2 separate regions of the Capra hircus genome follow, and region 2 is linked to region 1. A link is a contact called in public Hi-C data. All regions are on one chromosome and are shown on one strand. The core of a region is the stretch at or near the end of the contact, and the rest is flanking DNA. Distances in the headings are between cores, read along the strand shown.

Region 1 (6,023 bases), core at 1,819-4,318:
GGTAAAGAACTCACCTGCCAATGTGGGAGATGCAAGAGATGTGGGTTCAACTCCTGGGTTGGGAAGATCCCCTGGAGGAGGGCACAGCAGCCCACTCTAGTATTCTAGCCTGGAGAATCCCATGGACAGAGAAGCTTGGCGGGCTACAGTCCCATGGGGTCACAAAAAATAGGACACGACTGAAGTGACTTTATTTTTCTGGGCTCCAAAGTCACTGCAGATGGTGACTGCAGCCATAAAATTAAACGATGTTTCCTCCTTGGAGGGAAAGTTATGACCAACCTAGATAGCATATTGAAAAGCAGAGACATTACTTTGCCAACAAACGTCCGTCTAGTCAAGGCTATGCTTTTTCCAGTGGTCATGCATGGATGTGAGAGTTGGACTGTGAAGAAGGCTGAGTGCTGAAGAATTGATGCTTTTGAACTGTGGTGTTGGAGAAGACTCTTGAGAGTCCCTTGGGCTGCAAGGAGATCCAACCAGTCCATTCTGAAGGAGATCAGCCCTGGGATTTCTTTGGAAGGAATGATGCTAAAGCTGAAACTCTAGTACTTTGGCCACCTCATTGCTAAGAGTTGACTCATTGGAAAAGACTCTGATCTGGGAGGGATTGGGGGCAGGAGGAAAAGGGGACGATAGAGGATGAGATGCTGGATGGCATCACCGACTCGATGGATATGAGTCTGAGTGAACTCCAGGAGTTGGTGATGGACAGGGAGGCCTGGCGTGCTGCGATTCATGGGGTCGCAAAGAGTCGGAGACGACTGAGCGACCGAACTGAACTGAAGGGACTTAGCATGCAGGTCCCAAAATGACCACCAGATGGCAGTCAGCAACAAGCTTTTGCTTAGTGCTGTTTGCCTTCTATACCAGATCCTCTAGGGGTGGCTGATCTGGGACTTAGGGAACCTCAAGCTGATGACTGAGGATTCATAGTGTGTGTCTACGCTCTAGTCTACAGGGGTGTGTGTGTGTGTGTGTGTGTGTGTGTGTGTGTGTAAGTGGTGGAGCAAGAAGCAGAGTTCTCAGAATCAGCTCAACTAAGAGTCACCTGCTGCCTCAGCTACAAGGCTGTGCTCCCGCTTGACACCAAGGGTCCTTGGAAAGTGGTGTGTCCACCTCCACTTCCCAGCCTCCCGTTCTCTCTGGAATCCCTTCCACTCCACCGTAACCACTCTTGCTCTTGTTTTTCAATCTTTATCTGTTGATTTGGCCGAGCCGGGTCTTAGTTGCAGCACGTGGATCTTCAGTCTTCAACGTGGCAAGCGAGATCTCAGTTGAGGCGTGTGGGTCTAGTTCCCTGACCAGGCCCCTTGCAGGGATTCGCAGCTAGTGGATTGCCAGGGAAGTCCCGAGACCACTCCTGTGAAGGTGACCTCCACATTACCCAGTCCTGAGCTTAGCCTTCTCTTGCCAGACCTCTCCATGGCTTTTGACCAGCTGATCCCTCTCTGACCTGCAAACAGGTCCCTCTCTTGCCCTGTGAGACACCAGGGTCACCCCTCTCTGTTCACCACCCACGTCACTGGCCCTTCTTCTCCGTCTCCTTTGCTGGCTCCTCTGAACCTCCCCGACCTGCAAGTATTGGCAAGCTCCTGGGCTCAGCCCTTTGTCCCTTTCTCTCCCCCATCTCAGTCATTCCCGGCTCTCCTTGTCCAGGCCCCTCGTAAGTAGCCTCCATACAGACATCTCTGGTCTGACGTGTCCCTGAAACTTGTACTCGTCGGTCCTGCTGCCTCTGTGCTGTGGGCAGGTGCCTCTACGTGGTTCCCAAAGATCCCTGCCAATTGATATTCACACCCATCACCTCCCCTTGAGTGCGAGCTAGACTAGCAACCCTCTTCTAACCAATCAAACACAGCAGAAGTGATAGGGTGTCATCTCTAAGATTCGGTTACAAAACCGCGATGACCTCAGGGTTGTTCACTCTCTCCGAGGGAAGCCAGCTGCCGCACTGGGAGCATCTGGAGAGGCCAGCATGGTCAGGAAGGACATCGCTAACCAACAGCCCCCAGGGACCTGAATCCTAGCAACAACCTCCTAAGTGAGCTTGGCAGCAGACCCTCCCTTAGCTGAGTCTTGAGGGGGCCATAGCCCTGGCCAGACGCCTCCACTGCAGGTGAGAGCCCCGGAGTCAGAAGACCTGTGCCAGCTGCCCCTGGGTTTCTGATCCATAGAAACTGTAACATAAATGTGTGTTCTCTTAAGCTGCTACATTTGGGGGTAATTTGTTACCAAGCAATTGATTACTAATACATGCACCCAGGTGGCGCTAGTGGTAAAGAACCTGCTGCAAATGCAGGGGACGTTAGAGACTTGGGTTCGATCTCTGGGTCAGGAAGATTTCCTGGAGGAGGGCATGGTGACCCACTCCAGTATTCTTGCTTGGAGAATCCCAAAGACAGAGGAGCCTGGTGGGCTACAGTCCATAGGGTCACAGAGTTGGACAAGACTGCAGTGACTGACTTAGCACACAGGCACACATATCTCAAAACGTGCTGAGGGGCTTCCCTGGTATCTCAGCGACAAAGAATCTGCCTGCCAGCGCAGAAGACATGGGTTCCATCACTGATCTGGGGAGATCCTACATGCCTCAGAGCAGCTAACCATCGAGCCTGTGTCTAGAGCCTGGGAGCTGCAACCTCTGAGCCCATGGGCTGCAACTATGAAGCCTTCACACCCTAGAGTCCATGCTCTGCAAGAAGAGAAGTGAACTCAACAAGAAACCCACACACTGCACCGAGGGAGTAGCCCCCACTCACCACAACTAGAGAAAAGCCCAGCCGCAATGAAGACCCAGCATAACCAAAAATAAATAAAGAGGAGTCACAATCCAGACTGTGGTTTTCCCTCCCAAAGCTGCCTTAACTCCCAGTCTTTGTCACCTCCACCCTTCTAGTTGCTCAGGTCAAGGACCCAGGAATCATCCTTGGGTTCTCTTTCTCTCTCAGCCTTTATCCAACCCCTCAGCAAACCCTCCCAGCCCCACCTTCAGTGTGCACTCAGATCCCACCGCTGCTCCCTACCTCCGCTGGCACCGTCCGGCCCAGGCTGGCACCATCTTTTGCCCAGGTTATTGCAGGAGCAGCATCCTAACTGCCTCCCTGACGCCGCTCTTGCTCCCTCTGCAGTCAGCTGTCCACTCAGCAGGCAGAGGGATCCTGTTGAAACCCAAGGCAGATCACGTTCCTCCCCTACTCTGCTATTCATATCCCACCAGGGCCCCCGCCACACTCGAGGAAAACTCCTAAGCCGTCGTCATAGAGTGTTGAGAGCTGAGTGATCCATTTCCCTGTCATCTGTCCAACCTCCTTCCTCACCACCTTTCTCTCCCTCCCTCTGCTCCAGCTGCCCTGGCTGCCTTGCAGTCCCCCTTACACACCCAGCACATTCCAGCCCCAGGGCCTTTGCACCTGTCTCCTCCTTACTCCAGGTGTCCACTGGCTTGCTTTCTTGTTTCTGTCGGGAGTCTGCTCAAAAGCCATCACAAATGCCTTCCCTACCAACCCATGTGAAGCGGCCCTTCCCCCACCCCCTCCAACCCACTTACCCTGCTTTACTTTAAAAAAAAAAAAAAAAAAAAGATTGCTTTATTGTTTTTGTTTGTTTGCCTCATGACTTGTGGATCTTCGTTCCCCGACCAGGGATTGAACCCTCGCACTCCGCAGTGAAAGCGCAGAGTTGTAATCATTGGACCACCAGGGAGTTCCCTACCCTGCTTTACTTTTTCCTAACACAGACTATCACCTGCCTTACTATATATATTGGGTTTGGTCAAAAGGTTCTTTCGGGTTTTTCCATATGATGTAACAGAAAAACCCAAATGAACTTTTTGACCAGGCCAATAGTTATGTTCCCCCCAAAATGTAAGTGCCATATTTTCTTCATTGCTATTTTCCCAGCACCTAGAACAACGCCCAGCACACAGCAGGTGCTTGGTAAATATTTGTGGGGTCAATGGACCCACCCCCTCAGCAGAAGAGGGTGTTACTTGATTGTCAAATGATGCTTATGGTAGCTGGGCTGGTGAGGGACAGGGCATGGTCGCTCCCTTGACCTCTTCCTACTCCTTTTTCTCTCTTCTCACTCACATCTGGAGACCGTGGCGAAGACTGTGGACAGTCACAGAGTTACAGGTGGGGAAATACCCACAAAGGATATAAGAAGGTCAGCTTCCTGGTCCTTTTCTTCCTCCCCTAATCCTCTGCCTCTACCAGCTGCTGACACGAGAAATACCGCCTCATCTCCCAGCCTTTCGAACAACTCAGGAGGCCCTGGGAAGGGCGGTGCCCTGAGCTCTGCCCCTCACCCCAGTGACAACCTCTGACTTTCCATCTTTGCTTTCTTCACCACGTTCGCTGAGTATCTACTGCATAGAAGGCCCTGAACTAGGAACAGGGGGTGCCCTGAAAAGTAAGTCACAGCCCAAAGGACTGTGGACACATTCCAAAGGACTCCCAACCCACTGAGCGGTGGGGGTCCTTGAGGGGCCATTTGGACCCCCAGTATGATCGGTACTGAGGGGGGAGCACTGGGGGCCGCAGGAGGAGTCCAGACTCTTAGAGGTTGGAGAGTCAGGGAAGTCTTCCTGCAGGAGGAGACATTTAAGCTGGGTCCTGGGAGAAGTCTGATTTAGCCCTGAGAAAGGAGGGGAGGAAATGGAAAGGTGGGAGCCTGAGAAGGTGCAAATCCCCCTGGGACAGTAGAGCTGTGCTCTCTTACGCGGTTTCCACATCAGGGTGAAGGCTTTGCACAGGGGAACAATGGTGTCAAGAGGAAGCAAGAGGTCGGAACTTCCCCAGAGAAAAGAGGGTCTCCCCTTTTCCCACGGCCCCTGCTGGCCGCTCCCAGGGGCGCCTGCTCTTGAGCATAACAACCACGGAATATTTCTGAGCATCTTTCCCACCTCACCGCTGTCACCTGTAAGTCCAACGTCCAACGGAGGACAGACTTCATTCTGTGTTGACTTTCCCCCGCCGGTTTCAAGATGTGTAAATGTTTCCATAGTCTTACTTCTTTTTTCCTCCCAGCCCTGGGTCTCCATTTCCCCTGCTTTCTTTCACCCCAGAAGCCCCCACTTGAGCATTGCTGCTCTTGGCCTTTGAAGCCCTCGTCTTTCCCTTTCTTCAGCCTCTCCTGGCTATCACAGGTCTTGACGCACAGGCTGATGCTATACTTTCCTTGTTCCAATTACCCTGCCCCCCAGCAAGCGGTTAACGAGGGCCCCCAAGAGCCAGCCACCAGGTGAGCCTGCCCTGGTGACGAAGGCTGAGCCCCCGACCCTTGGGACAGCCTTTCACTGAGCGAGCTGCCCCGTGAAACGCTCCTCAGCTTCCTTCCTCTTCTCTCTGCCCCTCACCACTTGTTAGTAAAACAGGCTTTTTTTTTTTAACCATTGAAGTGTTTAAATTAAAAATAAATAAATTAGGATTTTCTTCCCTGGCAAACAGGTTTTACAAATAGCTGCTGACTGTATTTTGTTTCATAAACAAGGGCTTTGCTTTAGGTGTGCCTCTTTGTGCATATGATTGTGTCTGTGTATCTGTGTTTGTGAGAGTGTTTGTGTATGTTGTGTGTTTGCCTAATTATGTATGGAGAAGGAAATGGCAACCCACTCCAGTATTCCTTTTTTTTTTAATTTAAATTTATTTAATTGGAGGCTAATTACTTTACAATATTGTATTGGTTTTGCCATACATCAACATGAATCCGTCACAGGTATACACGTGTTCCCCATCCTGAACCCCCCCTCCCACCTCCCTCCCCGTATCATCCTTCTGGGTCATCCCAGTGCACCAGCCCCAAGCATCCTGTATCCTGCATTGAACCTGGACTGGCGAGTATTCTTGCGTGGGAAATCCCATGGACAGAAGAGCCTGGCAGGCTACAGTCCATGGGGTGGCAAAGAGTCGAACACGGCCGAGAGACTAAACAAAAAGGCTGAGGTAAACAATTATTTGGTGATTGTCAGAAATAACTTACATATTCAAGATACAAAAAGATTTTAAAAATCATTAAGGCTT
Region 2 (6,023 bases), core at 2,014-4,513, 160 kb after region 1:
CGGGCTCCGCGGGTGAGAGGGGCTGGCACGTGGCTCAGTCAGACAGGTCCTTGTCAGCGGGCCCCCCAGGGCTCCAGCCGCTGGCCGCCCGCTCCATGGCCTTCACCCAGCGGCCCTTCAGCTCCTCGCTTTCGGCTTTGAAGGTGTAGAGCTGGCCTGACTGCTGCAGCTGGAAGACCCGGGGGTCCGCCTGGGGCCCAGCGGTCACCTGGTAGCCCAGCAGGGGGATGGAGGTGTGGGCCCGCATGTCCTGGGGTGGAAGGGAGGGAGGGGGAGCTGTGGTTGCTGCCTCTGGGTTCCAGCCACACGCCCACCTCTTGCCCCCCCAAACACCCACGCAGTGGGGTGGGCTGGCAGGAGGGGCCTCAAAGAAGAAGACTGGTCATCCCCCTGAGGCAAAACTGTCATGGCTTGGAGTCTGGGCCCAGCTCTGAAAGCTGCTAACCCTGTGACTCGAGGGAACCAGGGCCTCACCAAGCCTCGGTTTCCCCATCTGATTTATGGGACCAGCGGGACTCACCCTCACCCCCCTGCTGACAGACACACATACTGCGAGGAGGGGCAGGGAGTGGCGTTACCTGAGGGGCAGCATAAACGTAGAGCACGAGGGGGTCGTCCCGGGGGATGACACACCAGCCCCGGGACCCACTCTTGCCCCATTTGTCCCCCAGAAGCTGCAGAAAGCTGCATATCAGGCTCTGCTCGGACCCCGCCACGGCTCCTTTCTGAAACCAGAGAGAGGGACCGTCAGGGAGCATAGCTCCCACTACCCGATGCTGGCCATCAGAAAGCCCTCTTTCTAAACCTTACTGGCAACCCCGCAAAAGGAGAGGCTATTTGTCCCCGAGGCTCTGAGAGGTCCCATCAGGGACTTGTAGTCACACGGCTGGCCAGCCTGAGCTTGGGGTAGGGGCTGGGAGGGCGTATCCCTTGCAAGTAGCCCCCAGGGAGCAGAAAGGGAGCCTGAAAAGGGGCAGAGACCATTCCCTCTTCCAGGAGCAGGTTGTGCGGACCAGCAGTCAGAGAAGGTGTGGGCAGGGTCTGGGCCTAAAAGAATGGGGGAGGGTCAGAAAGTGGGCAGATGTGGCGGAAAGGATCAACTTGAACTTGGGAGCTGAATTCAGGTGGAATAGGCTGGGGTCTTCTCCCACCTCTCAAGGACAGTGGGATGTCAGCCTGGCTTTAATGAGCGGGGGCCGTGCAGACAGCGGTGGTGGTAACCAGTGGCTGGGCTAGATACCACTGTATGTGGAGCACGAAGCTGAATACAGCTAGTGCCCCAGAGGAGGGAGCAGCCTGGGCAGCCCCAAAGGCAGCAGCGACTACCCGTAGCACAGATCAGAGAGCTGGCTCCTAAGTCGCCGTGTGACCTTGGGTGAGTCACTTCTCTGGGTCTGGGCCTCCCTGGGATAGAACCAGCCGGACCCTGAGGTCCCTTCCAACTAGAATGGAGTCTCAGTCTGCCTCTTCCCTGCAGTGGGACCCTGAGCCTCAATCTCCCCATCTGCAAAATGGAATCAGCGGCACCAGCTCTCTTCACCTCCTGGGACGGCTGGGGCATGGGGACGTGAACAGGAGTGCTCCGGGGGGTTGTGGGAACCACTGGATGGGGAGGCAGGGGAGGGGCAGGAGACCAGGTGGCAGCCTGGAGCCAGAAGTTGCTTCCACTGGGTGACAGGCCCAGCTCTGTTTTATTCGGCAGGGGTAGGGGATGTTAGCGGGGGTGTCCATGGGCAGAGAGAAGGTGGGGGTGTGTGACCACAGCGGGCTAGTTCTTCAGTGCCAAGGACAGCGCCCGCACTTGGGAGGCCCTGCAGACGTCTGCCGAGCAGAGGCAGCGACCCTCACCTCCAGGATGCCCCGTCTCTTGTCCTCCTTTTCCTCAGGGAGCACGTTTCCGGTGAGGAAGGTGTAGCAGTCCAGGCAGACTCGGTTGGGCCTGTTGGCATCGTACTTAAGCTCCGCCCGGTAGTCCGAGCACCTGGCACACACCACCTGGGAGGACGGGCAGGGAGGGGCTTGGACGCGGTTCCTGCCTTGACCCGGGAGCTAGGGACGTGAGAATCACCAGGGACCAAAGAAAGAACAGGCTTCAGGAGAGAGATGGAGATAGAGTGGGGCCTCCCTGTCCTGTCTGCTGCCTGGGAGGGTTGGTGTCAGGCTCCAGGGCCCCCAGCTGGGGGGCTTGAGATGTGGGCCCCTCTGAAGGAGCTCAGCCTCTCTCCTTGCATGGTCCCCTTTGCGGGGGCAGCTCCTGATCCCGGGGGCTTGACCGGCACTCACCCCTTGCATCTCATCACTTCTCTGAATACTCTCTCTCTTTCCCTTCCGCCATCTCACCTGCCTTCCTGTGGCCCCAGCAAGGAACCAGCCTTGGGACTTTTACCCTCACTTTGCAATGAGGGAGCAGTGACTTGGCAAGGGCCACACCGCTCACAGGTAGCAGCCAGCCCTCCTCACTCGGAACGTGCCTTTACAGTCCTATGGTTGAGCGTTAAGTCATCCAGGTTTTGCAATCCACTCAATCTTAGAGTCAAGCATGTTCTGATATAAAAATGGTGGGCTGGCAGTTTTCGCCAGGAAGATCTGCCATGTGTAGTCTTTGGAGGGGGGCTGTCCCTCAGCCCACCACAGCTGCAAGAAGGCTGCAGCAGAGCAGGCTGGGGTGACCGGGTGAAAGAGGCATGAGAAAACCTGGGGAGAAACACAGGCACGGCAGGATGCAACTTCCAGGAAGACTAGGGTGTCACAGGGAGTCCAGGAAGTGGGACTGGAAATGGGGGCAAGAGAGCGAGCCTAGGAGAAAGGGTAACTCATCAGGGAGCCGGCCTGTGTGCCCAGCACAGCACGTGGCCTGGGAGGAACCGGTAGGAGAGGGCCTGGGCTTGCCCCACCCTCACCAGGATTCCCGTCTGGCAGGCGGGGAGGCAGAAACTGGGCACCCAACCACCGAAAGGATGACTCACAGAGTACAAAGGTTTGCACGGGCACGAGAAACCCCAGAATTGGGCCAAGGGTGTCTCACAAAGCCCTCACACACAGGGCTTCAGCCTTGGGAATATTTAACTAGATTTTTTTTTTTTTTTGAGATTTAATTTTTTTTAAACATTATTAGAAACTTTTTATTTTCTTCTCTCTCCTCTACCAACTTCTTATTTTCAAAACTTTCAAACCTGAAGACAAGTTGAAAGAATAATACAGATACCCCCACCACCAAATTCAGGGATTGTGAACATGTATCGCCATGTTTGATGTCTCCCTCTCTCCCTTTTGGAGAAGGCAATGGCACCCCGCTCCAGCACTCTTGCCTTGAAAATCCCATGGACGGAGGAGCCTGGTAAGCTGCAGTCCAGGGGGTCGCAAAGAGTTGGACACGACTGAGCAACTTCACTTTTCACTTCACTTCACTCTCTCCCTTTCTGTCTCTCTCCCTCGATCTATATTTCCTTCTGAACCATTTAAGTTACAGTCATTGTGCGTCTTGTCACTCTTAAATATGTAGCTTGTAGCTCCTAAGAACAAGGACATTCTTCTCCCTACCCACAATATCATGACCACACTCAGGAAATTTAACATCAATACAGTCTTATTAACTACAAATGCTTCATAAGCAAATATCGCTCAATGGTCCCAGCAATGACGTCTGTATCTGGTTCTGTCTTTTCCCATCCAGGCTTCGATCAAGGATCATCTATTCAGTTCTCAGAATACTTTATTTCTTCCTCATACCCGGAAGGCAGGTACACGGGTGTCACTGTATTGTTCTTTGGGCCTCTCTGTATTTCTTAACTCTTGTAAATAGTTTTTTAGAAACGACTTACAAAGTTACAAGTGCGAGCGGACTCGACTCTCATTTCCTGATGTGACTCACGGAGAAGGGAAGTTCATCCCCAGATCCTGTCTGTTTGGCTCTGGGATGGAATGCACATCTGAACACAGGTGTGTCCCAGTCCTGGAAATTTACTTTTGTTCTCATTGCAGTTTAACACATTTTGGGGACACCTCCCTGACTGGCCCCAACCTGCCCAGCTGGTCTCCTCCTGTTTCCCCCCCGGCACCCCCTGCAAGGTCATTAAAGACTGAGGTCATTAAAGGGCTCCCTGTGTTTGCGGAGTGAATGGAGAGGGTTGTAATGTCAACAGAGAACAGCTCAAGTGCAGCAGGTGCTTAAAAAGCAAAGCAAGATCTGCCTCTGATAACTGGGCCTGAGCCGATAAGACAAAGGAGTGGCCTGGTTCCTTCCTCCATCAGCTGGCGGCTGCGCCTCTGAGTGGTGCTGCCCCCATGACGGAGGAAGGGTAAGGAAAGGAGGCCAAGGAGAGGGAAGGGGTGAAGCTTCCTTTGTTGAGGTCTCCGCCCAGGTGTTATTGATTCCCACTGTACAGGTGAGGAAACAGGCCTGAACGTGGCAGGCAGAGTTAGCCCCAGAATGAGTAGGTGCTGCAGTTAGTGCTGAGGATCCACCAAGCAGAGGGGACAGTTAGCTGAGGTCGGCCAAGAAGAGCGGACAGAGTGGGGCGGGGGCGGGGGCGGGTGTGTGTAGCAGGCCTGGGGCTGATGAGGAGGTGGGTTCAAGGCCTGCAAGGGGCTGAAGGGTCTGACACTAGAGGCTGTTCCCTGGTCCTGGGCCCTGGGGTCTTGGGAAACGGTGGTAAGGAAGCAGGGGAATGAATAGGGTCGGCTCTGGGGAATGTCTTGAGCTGGTGGCTTTAACCGGCCTGGGCCTCAGGTTGCATCTGCAGAAAGGGGATTAGGGGTTGGGGGAGACCTGCTTCACATGTGGACACGTGAGGTCCGAACGAAGTAACGCACATGTCTGGCCGGGTTAGCGCCCAGCGCTTCTGCACTGGCTGAAGCGGGCAGGGTGGGCAGGGCCGGGCTGGCAGATGGGGGCTGGGGGGGGGGGTACTCACGTAGCCACAGGCCCGGCAGTGGTGGCGGCGACGCGTCAGGGCGTTGAAGGGTTCCTGGCAGCGCATGCACATGGTCACCATCTTGTCCCGCACCCACTGGGGTGCCCGGAGGCCCAGCTCCTCGGACTGCAGCTGTGGGGCAGCGGGGTGGGCACCTCAGGACCCCCCTGCCCACTCCCTGGGGCCCTGGGCCCTCTGCCCACCGGCTTGTGGCAGAGAGTCTGCGGGCTATGCTTCCCAGTGTCTCCCACATGAAGGGGACCGAACGGATAAAGACCACACTTGGGGGAGGTCAATCTCTCCACGTCCTGCGTTACAAGTGAGGAAACTGAGGCCCAGAGAGGTCAAGGGACTCAGCAAAGACACCCAGCAGGCCACGGTTCAGAGCTCAGAGCTGAAATAGTCATAGACACTCTCTGTAACTGCCACCCCACCTGCCTTTCACTTGCCCTTGGTCTCGTGTTTTTCAGGCAGTTTCAAAACCCCAACCTGCACCCACACCCACACCCACACACCCCACCCCCCACAGCCAGAGTTATGGCCCTGAAATCCTTTCTGGGAGCAGCTGCACAAAGAGGCTCCCAAAGGACTTTCTTGCTAATGAGGGAGTCTTTGGCACTGAGTTTCTATGAGTAGGGTGATGCTGGGGTGTGGGGCTTCCCCTGATCCCTCCGAATTATTCGTGATGGGTGACATGCCCCCACCCTCCAAGCTACCTAGGTAGAGCCAAGAGAGGGAGTCATTCCTGTGTGAAGCTGGCAGCTCCAAGCGGGGTCGGGGGGTAGAAATACAGAGCCTGAATTTACCTCCTGCTCTTGGGGGTCTCCCTCAGGGCTCTGGACTGCAGCCTTGAAGGTTTCATTCCGTTTCTCAATTTGGTCAATGGCGTCTTGGCAGGCCTGGTGCAGGGTCGGGGTGGGGGTGCAGGGCAAAAGGAGGCGGTTGAGGGGGAGGCAGAAGGGGTTTGCTCATCTGTGAATCCATCCACACGTTCAATAAGCACTGCTAAAAGCCTATCGGGTGTTGGCACAACATTTCAAGCGTCCAGCATCTGATTAAAGGGAGGAGAAACTATTTGGCCACCTGATGCGAAGAGCCAACTCATTGGAA

The links. A called contact is a pair of places that touch in the nucleus more often than the background predicts.
Region 2: a Hi-C map of blood shows a contact between it and region 1, with 4 times the contacts expected there. The contact joins two enhancer-like sites. A contact is called at or near these places in 3 of 5 Hi-C or Micro-C datasets (all in blood).

Annotation. Positions count from the first base shown.
Region 1 is chr23:37,652,928-37,658,950 of ARS1.2, forward strand. No RefSeq gene overlaps it. Among named protein-coding and RNA genes, the nearest start is that of TMEM217, 12 kb to the left of the region's middle. Within about 2 kb of position 3,069, at least 1 of the 5 cell types and tissues checked has an H3K27ac peak or open chromatin away from gene starts, as enhancers often do.
Region 2 is chr23:37,814,623-37,820,645 of ARS1.2, forward strand. It overlaps FGD2 (FYVE, RhoGEF and PH domain-containing protein 2), which reads right to left. Exons shown (of 16, transcript XM_018039186.1): 12 at 5,720-5,812; 13 at 4,914-5,045; 14 at 1,849-1,995; 15 at 579-725; 16 at 1-250. The coding sequence ends at 35. Among named protein-coding and RNA genes, the nearest start is that of FGD2, 26 kb to the right of the region's middle. Within about 2 kb of position 3,264, at least 3 of the 5 cell types and tissues checked have an H3K27ac peak or open chromatin away from gene starts, as enhancers often do.